Linked DNA regions of Canis lupus: region 2 is linked to region 1. A link is a contact called in public Hi-C data. All regions are on one chromosome and are shown on one strand. The core of a region is the stretch at or near the end of the contact, and the rest is flanking DNA. Distances in the headings are between cores, read along the strand shown. Region 1 overlaps ITK (tyrosine-protein kinase ITK/TSK). Region 2 holds the start of MED7 (mediator complex subunit 7).

Region 1 (4,583 bases), core at 880-3,379:
AACCTTGTATAAGGGAATTCCCTGGGAACACATGATACCATTTTCAAACTGTGAATGGAGTAGAAAAAAACAGGCAGGAAGCCCATTTTGCAGGATAGGACACTGAGGAGTTAACATGTTCAGTTATGTCCCCCATGAATCTGAGCTTGAACACAATAATACCATGCAAGGGGCAAGTTTTGAAACCAAGCCACAGAAATCAATCAATTTTGATGTTTTCCTTTTAGACTGGATGTTCCAGAAAGCATCTCTAATTAAAGGTTCCACAAGAGAATGTACAAAATGCCAGAAAGTAAACAGGGATGATTTAGGATATGTTGAATCAGATCACCTTTTGAATGATACATTTGATACAATGATATCTTGAGACAACCAGTTTCACAATAATTATAGTTAAAAGTTATGCATTGGAATCTTCAGCTGGTCAAAATATCACACGATTTAGATAGAACTAATAGCAACACCATCTAAGAATCTCTCTAAAATTTTATCTGAACATTGTAGGAAAATGAAATCTCTCTTACACCGGGGAATACCCTTCTCCACAAAATGTCCAAGAATACTGCAGCTGGCTCAAAGCCAAAATGATAATTAAAGGAAGCATTTATACACCTGCAGGAGGATCTTCCAAAACTGCCTTAGCTCACCTATAAATGGCTTCATGCAATATGACTCTGGAGGGGTGGGTGATTCAAAGGGTTAATTAACCGAGTAACTCCATCCTCTGACAAAGATGAGGAGCCAGATGGGAAAAAGAAGATCCTATTCCAAGTTGGAGGGCTACACAGCCAGCCATAATGGTCTATGTGGGAGAAACGTTACTTGGTGGTTGACTTCTTTAATTCGCTTTCTAGGTCTCCCCCAGCTGTTATTTACCTCCTCTGCAACCCCTTTCACCCTCAGTAGGAGGCAGTGTTGAATAGAAATACAGAAACTGCATTGGTCACAGACAACTCTGTCACTTAGGGGAGCTGTCTTGGCTTTTTAAAGCCTCAGGTTTATCATCTGTAAAATGGAAATAAGGATACTTTCTCATGGGGTTGGTGTGAACTCAGGATGAAATAAAATTCTGCAGATAAGGCCCGTAGCTCAGTACATATTCACCTTGCATATTTCAGTGCTCAATCGACCACAGGCTGCCTTGTGCATCTTGGAAGCACCCCACTCAGTGCTTGACTCAGTTTCCATCCAGATGGTTGGAGCGAGAACAGACCCTTCATTCCTCTCCTAGACTTTCAGAGACTTGAAGCGTTGTCTTAAAGTTGCAAATTCCTAGGGCTTAAAGAACCTTTCGGGATCTCTGCAAGGCCACTCTGCCCGGCATAGTGCTGCCCTCTGCTGATGAGGGTGGAAGAGTGCAGAGAGGGAACTAAACCTAAAGGTCAGAAGAATCCATGGCTGAGTCCCAGTAGGAGCCAGTGTTCAGAAGCGATCATCTTCTCCCAGGATAGCTGTGAAGCATTCTGTGCAGAGGAAAGGGACCGTCACCTGCCCAGCTTGGTACTGAAAGTGGGCATCAGGGTGGTATCAACCTAAGGCCTTTCTCTGTACCAGTTGACACCCTACCATCTGATACCCTCTTTCTGGGCAGATGCCACCTCCAACCACGGGATCCAAATTGTTCACCCCAGTCCATCATGCCCCTTCACGGAGGGAGGTGGCAGTGTGCTCAATGAGTAAAATCTCATAAAGCTGCTTCTCAGAATATCTGGCCTCATGTGTGAGCAGCTGTTCCATCATCCTCTACGGCAGGAAGCTGTGGCTGACAGCATCACAACGGCTGAGTCGCTCTTTCTGACCTTAATTAATTCACCAGTTCTCCTTGAAAAAGCATCACACTCGTCATTTCTCTTGCCCCATATCCTGGGATTCTGTATTGTGGGGCCAAGTAAAAATCCCTTGACCATAAACTTTAGATCCATGTTGGAAATAAAAATAAGCAACCACAGTCCTACCATGTCCCTCCTTTTCTCTAAGAAGTGCAAGAAATGTTGTCTGAAAGCTATCAGATTGAGGTTTGCAAACCACACAAGATGAGAGGCTGGGAGGAGGGTAAAGGCATTGCTGCTGCTCTGGCCTCACTCCCGATTCAGGGGCTGAGCCTTCTGCTGGTGGCCAGGTGCCAGCCTCTGTCAGGGTGCTGCCTCTGTGGTGGCTTAGGGACTGACGCCACAGGCCAGCTGCCTCTGAGGAGTTCTGGGCTGGTGGCAGCTTTTAATGCTCTATGAAGGGAGAATTTGCTTCCCCCATTCAGGATCTGCAGCCCATGCCTCGTGCTGAGTCTCTGCTAAAGTCCCGATTCTGCAATTTCAGCCAGTTGACTCAAGAGTCTGCAGAAAGGTGGCCGGTCCTCTGGTTTCTAGAGAGGGAAGAAAAGAACTCTGTGAGTTCCTTGTCCTTATGTGTCATAGTTAATAACAAAGCAAACCAGAATTTAATAGCCCTCTGAGGATTCTTAAATATGCTTCCATATATATTATTAGAGGCCATGATGTAAAAGTTGTTAACAGCAGGTATTCTGGAATCATATGGACTACTTTTGTTTTTTGTTTTGTTTTGTTTTTTTAAAGATTTTATTTATTCATGACAGAGAGAGAGAGAGAGAGGGGTAGAGGGAGAAGCAAGCTCCATGTAGGGAGCCTGACGTGGGACTTGATACCGGGTCTCCAGGATCACACCCTGGGCTGAAGGCGGCGCTAAACCGCTGGGCCACCGGAACTGCCCATATGGCCTACTTTTGAATCTAAGATTTCCCACTCAGCTGTGTGACTTTGAGCAGGTTACTTAACTTGTTTGAATCTCAGTTTTGTTGTCTGTTAAATGGGGATAATGATAGTCTCTATCTTATAAGACGGTTGCGAGAATTAAATAAAGTCATGAATTAAAAATATGTCATAAAATAAGTGCTAAATAGCAGCAAAAAAGGAAATACTTAGGTATAAATCTCACAAAATATGTATTAGGAAAAATACAAAGTTTTAAGGAAAGAACTCAAAGAAGATCCAAATAAATGGAGATATTTCATATTCAACAATGGGAAGACTTTATATTATTAAGATGTCATTCCTTTTCAACTTAATCTATAGATTCAACACAATCACACTCAGAATCCCAGAAAATTATTTTTTTTTTGAATCCCAGAAAATTATTTTGTAGATATTGACAAACTTACTCAGAAGTTTACATGGAAAAAGATTCAGAATAGGCAACATAATACTGAAGAGGAACAAAGTTGGAGGACTGACACTACCCAACTTCAAGACTTACTATAAAGCTACAGTAATGAAGACAATGTGGTATTGGTGAAAGAAGAGGCAGATAGATTGATGGAACAGAGTTGAGAGCCTGGAAATAGACTCAATATAGTCAACTTATCTTTGAAAAAGGAGCAAAGGCCATTTGTGGGACAGTGTTGTTGTTTTTTAACAACAGTGCTGGAACAATTAGGCAGCCATATGCAGTATAATGACCCTAGACACAGAACTTATAGCCTTCACAAAAATGAACTCAAAATGGGTCAGAGACCTAAATGTAAAATGCAAAACTTAGAAAACTTCTTGAAGATAACACAGGAGAAAATCTGGGCAACCTTGGGTTCAGTAATAGATTTTTAGTTACAACACCAAAAGCATGATTCCTAAAAGAAAAAATTGATGTTGAGCTTTGTTAAAACTAAAAACATCTGCTCTGTAAAAGACATTATTAAGAGAGAGAAAAGATAAACCACAGGCTGGAGAAAATATCTTCAAAACACATATTTGATAAAGGACAAAGACCTCTTCAAACTCAAGCAAGAAAACAAATAACCTGATTGAAAAATGGGCAAAAGATCTCAATAGACACCTCATTAAAGCAGATATACAAACGGAAAATAAACATATGAAAAGATGCTCCACATTATATGTCATTAGAGAATTGTAAACAAAAAGCTACCACTGTATACCTATTAGAAGGGTTAAAACCCCAAACACTTGATAACATTAAATGCTGCTGAGGATATGGAACAGCAGGAATTCTCATTGCTGATGGGAATGCAAAATGGTACCGGCCACTTTGGAAGAGAGTCTAAAAGTTTCCTTCAAAGTTAAATGTGAAAAAAAAAAACAAAAAAAAAAAACAAAGTTAAATGTGGTGTTTTCATATGATCCAGCAATCACACTCCTAGGTATTTACCCAGTTGAGCTGAAAATTTATGTTCATACAAAAACATGCACACAGATATTTATAGTAGCCTTTATTTACAGTTGCCAAAACTGCAAGTGATCAAGACGTCCTTCAGTAGGTGAATAGATAGCCAAACTGTGGTACATCCATACAATGGAATATTGTTCAGTGATAAAAAGAAATGAGTTATTAAGCCATGAAAAGACATGGAAGAGTTTTAAGTAAAAACTAAGTAAAAGAAGCAAATCTGAAAAGGCTACATACTATATGATTCCAACTATATGACACTATGGGAAAGGCAAAACTTGAACAATAAGAAGATCAATAGTTGCCAGGGTTTTGGAGAGAGAGGGAATGGTAAATAGGTGAAGCACGGTGGATATTAGGGCAGTGAAAATATTCCGTATGATACTATAATG
Region 2 (4,045 bases), core at 1,104-3,603, 94 kb after region 1:
TCATTTCTGTTCTCCCTTTCACTTAGTCAACTTTCACGTCACTTCACCCTTTGAACACCCATGGGGTTCATTCTTTGTGAGACAAGAACCCTGCAACCCTGTAACAACATTGGATGAGTGGGGAAGAAAAGTCTGATTGGGGTATGCTCACAAGTGAATGGATTTCTTCAACAAATACACTGATGTGGTATGGAGATGGAAAAGACTATTAAAAAGAAAACCATAAAGGAGTGCCTACGTGGCTCAGTTGGTTTAGTGTCTGACTCTTGGTTTTGGCTCAGGTCACGATTTCAGGATTGTGGGATCAAGCCTCGACAGGCCCCATGCTCAGTGGGGAGTCTGCTTCTCCCTCTCACTCTGCCCCTCTCCCTGCTCACGTGAGCATGTATGCTCTCTTTTTCTCTAAAATAAGTGAATAAAACTTTAAAAAAAAAAAAAAAAAAAAGAAAGAAAGAAAACCACCCCAGGATAGCAAACCAAGACTTAATTGCAGTTTCAACCTTTCCAAGAGTAGAATTTTAAATCAATCAATCTAGAATTTTCTGATCAGCACCAAATGAAGTAATCTATGGCACGGGCCATTGTTCCCCACTCCCAAAGGAAGATGAGGTAATCTTCAAAATAAGGCCCTGCTCTTCCCCCTCAAGGATTGTGACCTTGTGTGAAACAAACCTTTCCTTTGCTAATAACTTCCTTGCTCCACCCTCCTTTCTAGAAAAATGTTCCACTTGGCACAAATCCTTGGAGTTCCCCATTACTTGCTAGATGGGATTTTGCCCAATAGATGAATAGATTAAAAAATCCAATTAGATCTCTTAAATTTACTGGGTTAAATTTCTGTTACTTAACAGAAACTTTAGAATCAAAGATTAAAGGTAGTTGAAAGACACATCAGCCAGTTACAAAGGCTTATTGGATCCTGAAGCAATTGTTATCCAAATAAGGACTTGATTTTTATGATTTTTTTTTAAGAGAGGTAAGGGGGGGGGGTGTGTGGAGCAGAGGGCAGGAGAGAGAGAATCTTAAGCAGGCTGCAGGCTGAGCACACAGCCTGACATGGGGCTGTCTCATGACCCCAAGATCAAGAACTGAGCTGAAATTGAGAATCAGAAGCTTAAACAATTGAGCCACCTAAGTGCCCTTGATTTTGATGAATTTAAATAATTACTATTTTATTTTATTTTTTTTAAAAAAGATTTTATTTATTCATGAAAGACAGAGAGACAGGCGGAGATGTAGGCAGAGAGACAAGCGGGCTCCATATCTGGAGCCTGTCGCAGGACTTGATCCCAGGACCCTGGGATCACAACTTGAACCAAAGGCAGACACGGAACCACTGAGCCACCCAGGCACCTCTACTAACTTATTTTTAAATGATATAACACCTGTATCCTTATGGGGGAAAATGAGAGTCCTATTTTGGACGTGTATATTAAAACGAAATAATGTCTAGATCTAATGGGTAGATATAGATTGAAGGTGGATAATGAGTACACTTTTTTTTTTAAAGATCTTATCTATTTGAGAGAGGAAGAGAGAGAGCAAGAGCAGTGTGAGGGGAGGGGGAGAAGCAGATTCCCTGCTGAGCAGGGAGCCCAAGTAGGGCTTGATGCCAGGACCCTGGGATCACGACCTGAGCTGAAGGCAGAGGCTTCACCCACTCAGCCACCTAGGCGCCCCTCTACTTTTGCATATACTCGGAATCTCGTTCTTTTCTAAAAAATGAAACCAAGTAATCTTATTTTAGAGGCAAAGTTGAAAACTTTTATCAGAATAACAATTTTCTTTTATGTCCAGTATGCTCTCGTCAGATTTCCACGAATTTATAAGTTTGTTACTTCTTCTGAAAATTACCTCCCAAAAACTTTGATACATTTTTTGTTACCTGGAAACATAGCTATGTTTCAATTCCTAAATGAAAATAAATATGAATGTGAAGAAATAGAAACTGAGAACGCTATGAATTCCCGATCTCGTTCATAAATATTTCCAGATTGAAAATAAATGTAATGCTATTTTGGACAGTAGGATTAGAGTCGATCTAATTTTTAAAAATCGGCTTATCTGCATTTTCTAATTTTCATGTAAGGCAAACGGATAAGTTAATCTCAGGTGTCAAAAAAAAAAAAAAGATAACAAAGGAGCGAAGCTACCAGTTGCAGCTTTTACTGATAGAAAGTACTAGCACAGACACCCCCACGCCCGAGGCCGCCGGCGACCCGACCGCCGAGGGCGCGGGGAGATACGCGCAGGCGCAGTAGCAAGGTTTTGGTTGGAGGCGGGACTAGAGCGGCGGCTAACATACAGTTCTCTCAGCCAATCAAGGGGCAGTGTCACGGGCTTCTTCCTGGAGGAGGTGGCCGGAAGTCGGCTTTCGGTTGCGGAGGCGAAGGCGGCTCCAGCGTCAAGCCTGGGCTGAGGTAAGTGGGCGGCGACGGCTTGCGGCTTCGTGCCGCGTGCGTCTCGCCTTCCGGACCCCGCGGCTCCCCCAGGGCCGGCTGGGAATGGGGGAAGCCTGGCGCGGACACGCTCCGTCACCTTCCTCTCCCACATCCCTCGGAGATGCGGCCTCGCTGCTGCTCGCGGGGAGCCGGGCGGAAGGTGCCGTCGGCGCGGCGCGCTCGGGGCTTCCTCCGTGGGGGAGCCCTGAGTTCCAGTCCCGCGCCGCGGGTGTGCTGAGCCGGGCGGACGTGGCGGGCCTCGGCCCCCGGGCCTTGCCCGCGCTCGTCGGGGATGGAGCCTGAGGTCGGCCGCGGTAGTGCGGGGTGCAGGAGGCCGCGATCCCAAGCCTGGTGGCCACGTCGAGGGGGAGGTGTTCGGGGGCGGGGCGGGACCCTGGAATGCCTTCCTGTCGGCTGAGCCCCACGGAAGGGGGGTCTGGGGTCCGGTCACCGGCCGTGACGCTTGGCGCCGGTTTCAGTGGAGACACCGCCTCGGAAGAGTTGGCCCCAGAGAAGCGGTGGAGGAATGAGCAGAATCGGTGCGACTCGTCAGGTTGCTTCCGTGGGCGAGCCTGCCCTGGGCCGCGGAAAGGAGCCGGGATGAGGAGCGTTGCCGTGGACTCGCTAGCCCCGACGCGGCGCAGGCGGCCCCTCCGAGACGCGGAGTCTTCCTCTCGCGAAGGAAGCTGACAGGCGTGTGAGGAAGACCGAGAGGCTTTTTTTTTTTTTTTAATTTTTTTTTTTTTTAAAGATTTTATTTATTTATTCATGAGAGACCCAGGCAGACGGAGAAGCAGGCTCCTTGCAGACGTGGGACTCGATCTCGGATCCCCGGATCCCGCCCTGAGCCACCCAGGCGTCCGCCGAGAGGCTTTAAAACGTGCCAGTCACGTGGGACTGGGAACCTGCACGTTGAATAGAGGAGTGCTTGTGGCTTGTGGCGTGGGGAGGCGCGGAACCGGGCGCCCAACTAAAAATGCTTGAGTGAGGCAGAGCCTGGGCTGTCTCTTACAGTCGCTTTTGAAGTAACCAGATCAATGCTAATTCTCTGATTTTGGTAGTAATCACATATAAACACTGTTTATCACCCCCACCTCCACCCCCCACTCCCCGCAAGCAGTTTTACCCCTTTTACTCGAGGGCCGCCTTATATTACAGAGAAATATTTTATCCACTCCTCATATTGATGAAGTCATGGATGATTTCCGGCTTTTCCTACTCTTTTCAAACCTCGCTGCATTAAACACCCTTGGTGCACATTTTTATGCACTTGTGACGTAGGACAGATGTTAGGGTTTGAAACCAACAGCCAAGAAAGAGTTCTTGAGACGTCTGTGGTGCAAAAAAGTGGTCTTTATAGAAGCATGAGAGGGCAAGACCCTTGGACAGAAAGAGCTGCCCTGGGAGAGTGCGACCTCTGCTGGCATCCAGCGCCTGTCGCATGGAAGGTGTTCTAATATTTGTTGAATGATGGAGTATTTGAAATCTCGATAGTCCGTTAGATGAAAAGTATTCTTTTTAAAACTTTGCTTTTAGAAGTATATTAGTCTGAATAATTTTCTGCTTTTATTCAGCATTTGCATTTCCCTTGTCTTTTTTTTTTT

The links. A called contact is a pair of places that touch in the nucleus more often than the background predicts.
Region 2: a contact with region 1 is called in a Hi-C map of blood, with 3 times the contacts expected there. The contact joins the promoter of MED7 here to the enhancer-like site in region 1. A contact is called at or near these places in 5 of 9 Hi-C or Micro-C datasets (amygdala, blood and liver).

The regions. Positions count from the first base shown.
Region 1 is chr4:53,789,807-53,794,389 of UU_Cfam_GSD_1.0, forward strand. ITK (tyrosine-protein kinase ITK/TSK) reads right to left here. Exons shown (of 17, transcript XM_038534925.1): 17 at 1-2,359. The coding sequence ends at 2,288. Among named protein-coding and RNA genes, the nearest start is that of CYFIP2, 12 kb to the left of the region's middle. Within about 2 kb of position 2,130, at least 5 of the 20 cell types and tissues checked have an H3K27ac peak or open chromatin away from gene starts, as enhancers often do. A contact at or near this core is called in blood and liver, where this site is marked.
Region 2 is chr4:53,883,172-53,887,216 of UU_Cfam_GSD_1.0, forward strand. MED7 (mediator complex subunit 7) reads left to right here and starts at 2,354. Exons shown (of 2, transcript NM_001253899.1): 1 at 2,354-2,420.